Linked DNA regions of Sorghum bicolor: region 1 is linked to region 2. A link is a contact called in public HiCAR-type data. All regions are on one chromosome and are shown on one strand. The core of a region is the stretch at or near the end of the contact, and the rest is flanking DNA. Distances in the headings are between cores, read along the strand shown. Region 1 holds the start of LOC8062716 (40S ribosomal protein S4). Region 2 holds the start of LOC8062707 (NDR1/HIN1-like protein 1).

Evidence for each region. HiCAR-type assays count read pairs that join an accessible place to other places.
Region 1: a HiCAR-type map of leaf shows a contact between it and region 2, with 9 times the contacts expected there. The contact joins the promoter of LOC8062716 here to the promoter of LOC8062707 in region 2. A contact is called at or near these places in 2 of 4 Hi-C or Micro-C datasets (both in leaf) and 1 of 1 datasets of contacts at active chromatin or transcription factors (leaf).

What each region holds. Positions count from the first base shown.
Region 1 is chr9:45,760,634-45,766,025 of Sorghum_bicolor_NCBIv3, forward strand. LOC8062716 (40S ribosomal protein S4) reads left to right here and starts at 3,826. Exons shown (of 5, transcript XM_002439633.2): 1 at 3,826-3,980; 2 at 4,895-4,972; 3 at 5,064-5,244; 4 at 5,339-5,392. The coding sequence starts at 3,978.
Region 2 is chr9:45,621,997-45,627,977 of Sorghum_bicolor_NCBIv3, forward strand. It overlaps LOC8062707 (NDR1/HIN1-like protein 1), which reads left to right and starts at 4,633. Exons shown (of 1, transcript XM_002439624.2): 1 at 4,633-5,796. The coding sequence starts at 4,752. The coding sequence ends at 5,564. It overlaps LOC8062706 (vegetative cell wall protein gp1), which reads left to right. Exons shown (of 4, transcript XM_021448148.1): 2 at 1-132; 3 at 935-1,117; 4 at 1,381-1,586. The coding sequence ends at 1,067.

The DNA.
Region 1 (5,392 bases), core at 2,576-5,075, 140 kb after region 2:
CGGTTCGAATATGACGTGGTTCCAATTAACCCAAGATTATAACGTCACACGTCGACGAGCCGTGAAAGCTAAGCATGCTCCGGGTTCGTGTGGAAGCCGGCCCTCGCGCGTCGCGCGTCAATTGTCGATCCGAGATTCTTTCGTCACCCGCGGCTGCGTCATTCTCGCCGACGGCCTGATGACGCATTGACGCCCCTCCAAAAGAAAAACAAGCCCAACAATGCAAAAAGAGGTCCACTTAGTTTAAAGGAACTAGAGTGGTGATATGGTATACTATGACGACGTGAGGTGTTCAGTCATGCTCCCGCCTAGCTATAATTTATTTGCTGGACTGGACTGGATCGGAGTGGTTTATATACTCTCTCCATACTTGAAATTCTTGACGTTTAGTACACAACACGCAGATCATCTATATATCGTCAGTGGCCATCTGATCTGCAGTAGTACAGCACAAGAGCAAGCAAAAGATCTGCTGCACTTACGAACGACGAAGCTATCTGTAGGGCATCGTCGACACTCCAGACGATCCAGACTGCAGACCGCAACGAGATTACGAGAGTGCGCGCCAAAAGTCACCGGCCAAAGGAGCCTGGCATGGCGTGCGTCAATGGTCGTTTAGCCGGCGGAACATGCCAATCTTGTGCGCCAAACAAATAGACTTGATCCCCCTATAAGATCTAGCCACTTCGTAGTATAGGTTTTGTTTAGTTGTGTGTGGCCTAGACCCCAATCAGGCTTGTTGGATGTAACCCACTTCGTAGTATAGGTTTTGTTTAGCGGGTGTTAGTTTTCCTACAATCTAAAATGCAAAATGCCAACTACTTTGGAGTGATGATCAAAATACCAAAATTTTCAGAGTCATGTTTATAGTTCCATCTAAAATGCAGAATTTATTGTCCTCAAGAGAGCCTCTTGAGGCTCTTTTTGGGTTTTTTTTGGCATCTTGAGGCTAAAATCCAAAATGGAGAATAACCACATTTTCGCTAAAAATTTTGCATGGTGTTTAATTCTATTTTGCAAAATGATGGATCAAAACCTAAACTTTTTTTGGGAAAAAGGGGGTTTCCCATAGAATCCAAAATGCAAAATGCCAACTACTTTGGAGTGATGAAATGTAAAATGCCAAAATTTTTAAGGTCATAGTTTCATCCAAAATGCAGAATTTATTGTCTTCATGAAGCCTCTTGAGGCTCATTTTGGGTTTTTTTGACCTCTTGAGGCCAAAATCCAAAATAGAGAATAACTACCTTTTTTGTCAAAAATTTTGCATGATGTTTAGTTCTATTTTGCAAAATGATAGACTCAAACCTAAATTTTTTGAAAAAAATAGGAATTAAACACCCCCTTAGCTGTATGGCTTAGACCCCAATCAGGCTTGTTGGATGTAACCTAGTCTTTGCAAAAGCAGAGGGATCGTGGCCGACTCACTGACCTTTCGGCAGAGTGTCTCAAAGAGGTAACGCTAGCTATCATATCAGAATAAGAATGAGGTAACTGTATTCGAGTTAAATCAGACAATCAAACATGATTCAAACAATTCAGACTTTAGCTAAGACAAGTAAACCAAATGATATTCTCTTGTATAGGGAGAATTAGCCTTGGAGTTGTCCTAGCTTAATTAGCTGCCTAATAGGTCAGATCGAAAACGTAAGCCAAACACAACCATAATTACTCCACCATTTCTTCCTTTCTCACTCGACCCAATATTTACTTCATTTTCCCTCCAATTTAGGAAATTAATTTTATGTTAATTTCTTTTCTTTCTGGCCTATTGTTTTCTTTGGAGGAACGTCTCTTTTTTTTTTTGATAGATAAAGCCATATGCGGTTCGATTCATTAGGGCCCAGACTATTCACCTAAAAACTGGACTAGCTTACTTGTGAATTCTCGTGCTGGTTTTGCTAGGTTATCATACGCCGAGTATGTGAATTTAGCTACTGGAAAATAAAGAAATTGACTCTTCAAAATAATCTAATCACTTAAAATCATTGCTTACGGTTTACTGCATATGAATGGAATAAACTCTTTCATGCTTTGCGTTGCTGATGAATAATTCTATCCCTAATATATAGTTATAAAAATTTCAGTCTTCCCTTATTATTCTGTCTGTCAATCTTCGAAATCGGCCCGCTGTTCGTCAATCTTCGGAGTCGGCCCGTCCCGTGCTTCAACGCTCGTGGAAGAGTAAAAAGAGAATAGAAGTTTTTCTAGGGTTCTCAATGCAAAATCTCCTAATATATTAACAATTATTGACAATACACATCAGAGCATGTTGAGAATAAGAAAAGTATAGGGGCCTAGGTGCAAAGTGTTTGTCCTATTAGTTTACTTTTCTTTTATTCTTTAAATCGGCTGAAAATTAACAAATGCATAGTAATTCATAGAAAAAATTAAAAATTACAAAACAAATTTTGTTCAGCTCCACATATGTAGATCCATGCAATAAACAAAAAATATCATAAATTTTAGTATTTTTTTTTGCTGTAGATGCTTGCCTATGCTTTTTAGTGTAAAATTGAAATTGTAGTTATCTTGCTCCAATTATCATGACAATTTTATAGTAGCCTATTTAATGTGATGCTTGATTTGTGGTAAAAGTTTTAACACCATTTCTGCATATCTCACTGATTTACTAATTTACCTAGATTTATGCTTGCTAAATAGTTTACAATGTAAAAATAAAAAAGGATGCTTCCACTACATTTTGCACAATGTGTTCTTATGTCATATGAACACTTTATAAGTCTATGTTTTCATAATCTACATACATTTAAATCGGCTTAAATTTGATAAATGCGTAGTAATTCATAGAAAATTTAAAAATTACAAAATAAAATTTGTTCAGCTCCACATATGTAGATCCATGCAGTAAATAAAAAATATCACAAATTTTAGTACTTTTTTTGCTGGAGATGCTTGCCTATGCTTTTCAATGTAAAATTAAAATTGTAGTTATCTTGCTCCAATTATTATGAAAATTTTATGGTAGGCTATTTAATATGATGCTTGATTTGTGGCAAAAGTTTTAGCACCATTCCTGCATATCTCACTAATTTACTAATTTACCTAGATTTATGCTTGCTAAATAGTTTACAATCAATTTAAGTATGTAAAAATAAAAAAAATGCTTCCACTACCTTTGCACGATGTGTTGTTATGTCATATGAACACTTTATAAGCCCATGTGTTCATAATCTACATACATTTAACTGATATATCATATTTCATAGGAATCCCGATCTAAATAAAAAATAAAGCTAGCAACAAACTTCTCATGTTTTAATATAATACTAATGTATATTAAGAGATAATATTAGAGTAAGATAAGGTTTGCCTAATTTCTATTTTTATTATTAAATAAATATGTCTCTAAGATACATATTATTATAAATATTAACTATCTAATACCATAGATGTCATGGTTATCAATAAAATAAATTGTGGACTTTAAATTTTATAAAAAATATAAATATAAATAGATATGCAATATTATGTCATCACTTTCTATAGTCATTTGATGTTTTTCTCCCATTACAACGCACGAAGTTGAGGATTGTTTTTTCTAGAGATAGAGAATAAGAATTGAGGATTAGAAAAACGAAAAGAAAAAGAAAACCACATGATACACGTGGGCCTTCTCGGCCTTCTTGGCCCGTATAATTTGGTGTCAAGCCCATCCGCACGCCCAGTATGCATGCAGTCCCTTGTCCTTTTTTTTTGGGAGTCCTTCCGAAATCCTCACTTGTGTTGGCCCGCTCCAACCCAGAGCCCAAAAGCTCCACAACACAGATCTGCGCCGTTAACGCCACATCAGACGGCCACTAGCACAGGCTCGGGCAATAAAGAGGTCTCATTCCCACTCCGCCGTCGCATTTCCTAGGGTTTAGCACCTTCGCACACCCGCGCAGCGAGCTCGCCCCGCCGCCGCCATCTTTCGTCCGCTCGTGCCCGCGAAGGAGCCGTAGGCACCGAGCAAGATGGTAAGATTGCGGAAGCCTTTGCGTTCTACACTATTGTTATGTACTTGTTTCCATCGGTTTTTTGTTCTCTGATTTTTTTTCGGGGTAGTTGTTTTCCCCTTCGGTTCACCGTTTACTATATGATCGGTTCTTGATTCGATTCAGCGAGTCGCCGGGTAACCTTAGGAATGTGTGCATTGTATTGTCCGTTGCCTGTTATGATTACCTGTTCCGAGTTCTTGATTCATCGTTTGTGTAGTGTTCGTTAGGTCACGCGTTTGGCTTATATTTGCTCTGTGGACAGAGTCCATTCAGATTGGATCTATATATGTTTGATGTATCATGGCTAGTTAGATATGTAGATGAGATTGCTTCCTGTGATGTTTGATGTATCATGGCTAGTTAGATATGTAGATGAGATTGCTTCCTTTGTTTTAGTGCTTCTCCATAGATCTTATGATGCGATGGCAATAATTTTCTCTTTTAATGTAGTTATTTTTTCTAATTTTAGTTGAATTATACTATGGGTTGAGCAGTGATTAGTCTAGGTGTGATCGGATTCTGTTACCGGCATCATGATGGAGCTGTAGAGAAACAGAATGGTAGGGCAAGCTTTTGTTTTACAAAATATAATTTGATTGTCAATTTCAGCCAATTCTGTTTGGTTAGTCCACTAGTATCAGCCAATTCTGTTGTGGAGTATTAGGAATTGTTTTTCTTGTCCTGTCGAAACCAATTCTCATTTAGTGCTGTGGTTATGCTATTTGCTTTTTCTTCGGCCATTATGTCCCAAGATGTTCAAGGAGTTTAAAACAATTTGTCTTTGTTCATAATTTGCTATTTTTGTTTCTGCATATAATCAGTGTTAGCTTTATTCAACATCATCTTATGGCTTGTAGAGTTTTGTTAATTTCCCTGTTGTTAACACTTAACAGGCGAGGGGTTTGAAGAAACATCTGAAGAGGCTCAATGCTCCGAAGCATTGGATGCTTGACAAGCTTGGTGGAGCATTTGTATGTTTGTCTTAGACTTGTAATATGATGTTCAATTACTTACCAGATACTGGTTCCTCTGTGCTCATTCGTGTTTTTTTCTGTTGAGCAGGCACCCAAGCCTTCATCTGGTCCCCACAAAGCCAGGGAGTGCTTGCCTTTGATCCTCATCCTCAGGAACAGGTTGAAGTATGCCCTGACCTACCGTGAAGTCATTTCAATCTTGATGCAGCGACTTGTTATGGTTGATGGAAAGGTCAGGACTGATAAGACATATCCATCTGGATTCATGGGTAGGTTGCGTGCCAGATGTTATTTTGGGCATATGTCTATTATCATGGCTATTGCAAGTTACAGATTAAATTATTGTTTACCTGAATCCTGCAGATGTTGTGTCAATTCCGAAGACTGGGGAAAATTTCCGCCTTCTCTATGATACCA
Region 2 (5,981 bases), core at 3,383-5,882:
GCTGCCACCTCCGTCCGGCCACATCTCGCCCGGCACCGTCCGCTGCCCTGCCACCTCCCTCCGGCAACATCTCCCCTTGCACCGCCTTGTTGATCGGCATGTGAGCCGCCTCGGCTGCCTCCTCTCACTCAGGTATTGCAATTTTCTTCTTTTACTAGCAAATTGCAATAGATATTCTGATGCCGTAGATTGTGGTGTCTGGAATGTTGCAGTAGAAATAGGAGTACAAATATTGCAGTAGAATGTCAGAGGTGTAAAGGTCATTTCACATCCAGGACACACAATCTACCTGAAATAATAGGGACATCATATTCTCCAGATCGCGGCTTATCAGATAATCCTGCTCATTAGATACGCGAGTCTCAGAAGGGCCTAAAGCGAGGTTAGGATTCAAGAACACCCATTTGTTAAATCTCAGTGTGAAGGCCACAGCTGCTGGTTACATCCCCAGATCTGGAGCTGTTTCTTGTGTAAAATTCTTCAATCTAAATTATAGATTGAAACCAAGCTTGATTTGTTGCACGCTGATTTGTTGTCACATTATTTGGCCCTGTCTATTATCTCAACAGCCAGGTCGAAATGTGTGTGCTCTAGTTGAATGCAGGGCCAAGGGTGCTTTTCCCCCTTCCGTTGGTTTGGTTCTGAGCCTTGAAATCTCTCATGTCTCACCTAGAGGAAGAGCAAGCAATTGATGGACATTGGTAGCCAGTGAAGTCTAGCAGATCACACATAACATCGAAGTGTCGGTTTTTAGCGTTGGACTGAAACATCAAACTTATTTTTTTTATTGTTCCATTTACATTTTTCATTTCTCATGAGAGTTTTTAGCATCTGGTTCAAATAGTATGTGAGAGAACTTTTTTGGGCATTCATTTCACGTAGCATTGTGACCATATCCAACTGTATGGTGAAAATCCAATGTTTACTTTTGCAGCATAGGATATATTCTACTTTTCAGTTATACATACAGGAAGGGTCATCAGTTGCCAAAAATAAAGAGAGGAAAATGTTATCCCATGCCAAGGTTGTTGGTACAGCCTGTGATGTTTGTAAACCTGAAGATGTGAAGAAATTAGTGAAGTTTTCTATTAATGAGCCTGGCTCAGTTGACATTTGGGTAGGTAATTTGTTACTGTTTTCTAGCTTAAATCTTTATCTTATTTGGACTTTGGTCTACCTTTTGTTTCCACTAAACTGAATAGCTAGTCAAAGCTGGATTATACTGAACATGGACTACAAAGTTTATAATCTTTACATCAGTTGTGATATTCAGTTGTGTCCGTTTTTTATGTTTGTATCATTGATCAGATGATCTGCCTTAACCATGCTATCTTATTTCCTTCTTTTTAATTTATTCTGATCTATTTCATGTTGTTACAGACCGTCACTGGGATCGCAAGCTAGGGCGTCCCAACCCTCGCTGGCATCACACACTGGACCGTCGTCGTGAGCCGCCTTCTGAGTCGTTTTTATGTATTGAACTTGTGAACTTGGAATAATGTGTACTTTTGAACGTGTGATTTGTAATATATTGTGGATTTCATACAAATTTGGTCGTTTGTGATATATAAATGTGGTTTGTGATATATTACCGTTGATTTGTGGTTTATATATATATATATATATATATATATATATATATATATATATATATATATATATATATATATATATATATATATATTCACATGGAAAAGCAAAAAACAAAAAAAAAGATTTTCAGAGTGGCTTCCCCGAGTGTATGGGCTGCAGCACTCGGGGAAGATGGTGGCTTCCCCGAGTGTATGGGCTGCAGCACTCGGGGAAGATGGTGTCTTCCCGAGTGCCTGGGCTGTGGCTCTCGGGGAAGACACCATCTTCCCCGAGTGTCTGGGCTGCGGCTCTCGGGGAAGAGGGTTTCTTCCCCGAGTGTTGCACTCGGGGAAGAATTTTTTTTTTTAAAAAGAAGGAAACGACGCCGGCTGGTCACCAACGGCGTCAATTCTTCTCCGAGTGATAGCACAGCTCTCGGAAAAGCCTTCCCCGAGTGCAAGATTTTTGGCTCTCGGGGAAGACGTCTTTCCCGTGAAGAGATACCCCGGGCAGTCTTTCCTGAGTGTTGCACTCGGGGAAGGCTTCTCCGAGTGCATCTGGGCCTTCCCCGAGTGCATTTGGCACTAGGGGAAGCCAGCGCCTCCCGTAGTGGTGGGGCCCAACCTAGACAACATGTGCATGCACGCTCAGATGAGTGTGTGAGTACAAATGTTGATGCATGTTTCTCGAAGAGGGGGTCAGTCTTCATGCACTGATAGCAAAGAGGCGAACCAGTAGATGGCACAAATTACTCTTAGCCTATACGGTCCACAAGTTTTTTTACCAAAGCCACATAAGAATCACCATGCATGGTGTAAAAGATGTACAACCTAACCTCCAACAAAATATAAAAGAGCACTATTAGGTATATAGGGTGTACAAATGGTGACAACATATAGAATTTTTATATAGCCTAGGGAACACCTGCGCAGGGAAATGTACCAGATTGTCTTTACATTGTCTTTAGGTACATGTAACTTCTGAAGAATAGGTGATGTAAATCTGTGGTGATCAGTAATTGTAAATCGTTCGTGTTGAATAGTAAATTCTGTGCACATAAAGCTATGGTTTCGGACAGGACTATTACCATGGTGCAGATGCTCACAGTAAATTCAGACGGTAAGAGCAGCTATAATTTTTACGTAGCCTACAGAGCACACGTGCACGCATGCAAATCTAGCACATTGGCTAAAGGCGATCTGCATTCTTGCTAACCAACATTTTTTTGTGTGACAATAAACAAGTCCTTGCTATTGTCTCACCTGAGTTTACTTTCCTCCATGCAAAAATTCGGCAGCGGTATAATCTCCTACACATAAAAGGAAAAATAGGAACGATGTAAATCCCCATGGTAAATTCTTATATGCAAAGGACACCAATAGTTGCTTGTATGCATGCTGCATATAAAGTACATCCAAAGTTTTGGATGGTGCTCATCCACTTTTCCATCTGCTCCATTCAATGCATCCACTTGCTTGAGGCTACGTAAAAGGAAAAGGAGCAATGATATAAATTCTCTTGGTAAATTCCTACACGCAAACGACACATATAGTTTTGGACGACGCTGCATGTATGCTGCATGCAAAATGCACCTATAGTTTTAGATGGTGGCTGTATGCATGCTCATTCAATTTTCCTCCTGCTCCATTCAATGCACCCACTTGCTTGAGGCTAACCATGATATGCACAGAGGTACTACTTCATGTGGGTCATGGAAATACCACTTCATCAGGGTCGTGCAACAAGTGAAGGACTCTACTTCATGTGGGTCATGGAGATACCACTTCATATGGGTCCAAGGAGCAAGTGAAGGACTCTAATCTATCCTTCCATAAGTATGACACTGCTTATCTGTCTAGCTTAAAAGATACTTTTGTATAAGTTAATAGCTCTTCATGTGCTGACCCCACAATTAACAGATTCAGGCATCAGTCGCTTTGGGTGTTCGGACATCAGACCCTGGAGAAGCAAGTTCCATCAGGAGCTTGATGTGAATGACGGCGGATAAACGACGAAGAACACAAAATCAAAAACACAGCGGAGACACAAGATTTAACGTGGAAAACCCCTCCAATGCGAAGGGGAAAAACCACGGGCGTCAGCCAGCAAACACTCCTCACTATTATCAAGAGTCGGGTTACAACGCCGTGCGGCGGCTTACAAGATCATATCTTCAGTGGAACCCTAATTTAGGTATATGTACCATACCAAGCCTCCGGCGACGGGCCTCCGCTTCGCTCCGGCAGAAATCGGCCTTTGTAATGTGCAATTAAATTTGGAACATATATATTCAACAGAGCTTACCAAGAAGCTAAGAAACAAGCAAGAGGAGAGCTTGAGGCAACCAGAGAGGCGCTGAGGGGAGCTCAATCCACCATTGCCAACAATGAGGAGGAGCTTGAGGCAACTGGCCGAGCCAGGTTGACGATGGCGCAGGTGTTCCAGCTAGAGGCGCAGTCTGCAGTCGCCGCCATCAACACTGCCTCGCCCTGCGCTTGAGTGCACTCTATGTAACAGCTTTGTAGTGTATATATCCTGCTGCTAGTTTGCAATGGTAGTGTCCATTTCCATGTTGCGGCATTTCTTGGCTTCTTCTGTGAGCACCCTACGAGTCTTCCTACTGTGTCCTGCAGGTCACTCTACATGCTCCTCTGAACAAAAAAACAGCTACATATAGTTTGACTACACAACCTTTGGAGCACTTGAAAGATGTCTGAATTATGAATTTGTGCCCTCGGTTGAATCATTCGCTGGAACAAAGAAATTCGAATTGATCCATGGGCCGTGAAGTATATAGTTTAATTCACACAGAATCACAGTTATATCCTATATTCCCATGGAGTCAAATTAAAAATCACCACATGATCCACAGGTGACTACGGTTTTTCTGCTGTATCTGTTCATTTTCATTTCAGTGGATGGGAAGCTGAACACAGCTGGAGCAGTGCATGGATCCAAACAAAGATTGCCGACCCAGCTCCAAGATTTCGCGGCAAGCGGTGCCTACATACCCTGACGGCTGACGGGCGCGCATGCATGCCGATAAGGGAGCGCACGTCACTCTCTCTCCCTTTCAAAGCCGACTCTTGCCCACACCTTCCACAGTCTGTAGTGTACTCTGTACATACACCACTTGCCCCGAGAGCTCAGAGGTTGTCAAGCCTACGCAAGTGCAGAAGATGGCCGAGCACCACCACCTCCCGCCGGAGCACCCCGACCACCACCACCACAAAGGCGGGAGGAAGGGGGTCTACGCCGACGACGTCAAGCCCGGCTCGCGCGGCCGCTCCCGGTACAGCTACTACTACGGCGGATACGGGGACGGCGGCGGCGGTGGCGCCGTCCGTGCCCTCTGCTTCGCCGTCCTCGTCCTCCTCCTCGCCGTCGGGATCACCCTGCTGGTGCTCTACGTCGTGTACCGCCCGTCCCACCCCACCTTCGCCGTCACCTCGGCCGCCGTCCTAGACCTGTACAACGCCACCGCCAGCACCAACAACAACGCCGCCGCCGCAGGCGCGGCGCCCGCGGCGCTGCTGGCCGCGTCGTTCCAGTTCACGCTGGTCCTCGGCAACCCGAGAGGTCGGTCGGCGGCGCGGTACGACCGGCTGGAGGCGTACGTGGCGTACCACGGGGAGGCCCTGACGGCGCCCACGCCGATGCCCCCGCTGGCGCAGGACGCCGGCACCGCCGTGGCGACGGCGCCCGTGCTGGGAGCAGGCGTCGGGGGCCCGCCCGTGCCCGTGTCGCCCGACGCCGCGGCGGCGCTGGCCACGGACGTGGCCAACGCCGTGCTGCCGCTCCGCGTGGTGCTGCTCGGCCGCGTCCGGTTCGTGCACGGGCCGTTCCACAGAGGGTGGCACTCGCTCTACGCCCGCTGCGACGTCCTCCTCGGCGTACGCAAGATCGGGGGGACCGGCGCCGCCACCGGTGGTGGTGGTGGTGTGCCCCAGGCGCCGATTCTTGGCGACCCCAACTGCAACGTCGACATGTGAATATGTGATCGATCGGATCATCACCTCCTCATCTCGTGTCGTGTGGACGTCTAAGAGCAGAATATATACATACTATAGCAAATCTACCTACGTGCAGATGCGTGAATGTCTCCGTCGTTGCGTATGTGATCTGTATATGCAAAAACAAAATTACATGTACACGCTAGAAACAAATAAGGAGTTTGTAATGTAATGCTTTGATAGCAGTGGTGCTTTGTTGGTCGTGAAATAACAGCAATGGTGTTCAGCTATGTCCGCAGCTTGAGCGGCACTCTGCCGCCGATGTTGGCCAAGAGCAGACGGTGGTTTTTGGAGCTTTCTTTCCCTCCGCTTCCGTGGGAATGTGCGAGTGTCTCCGAGCCGTGCCGGCGCCCGGAGAGAATAAACAGCGGCAGGTGCGCGGCCCACGGTGGAATC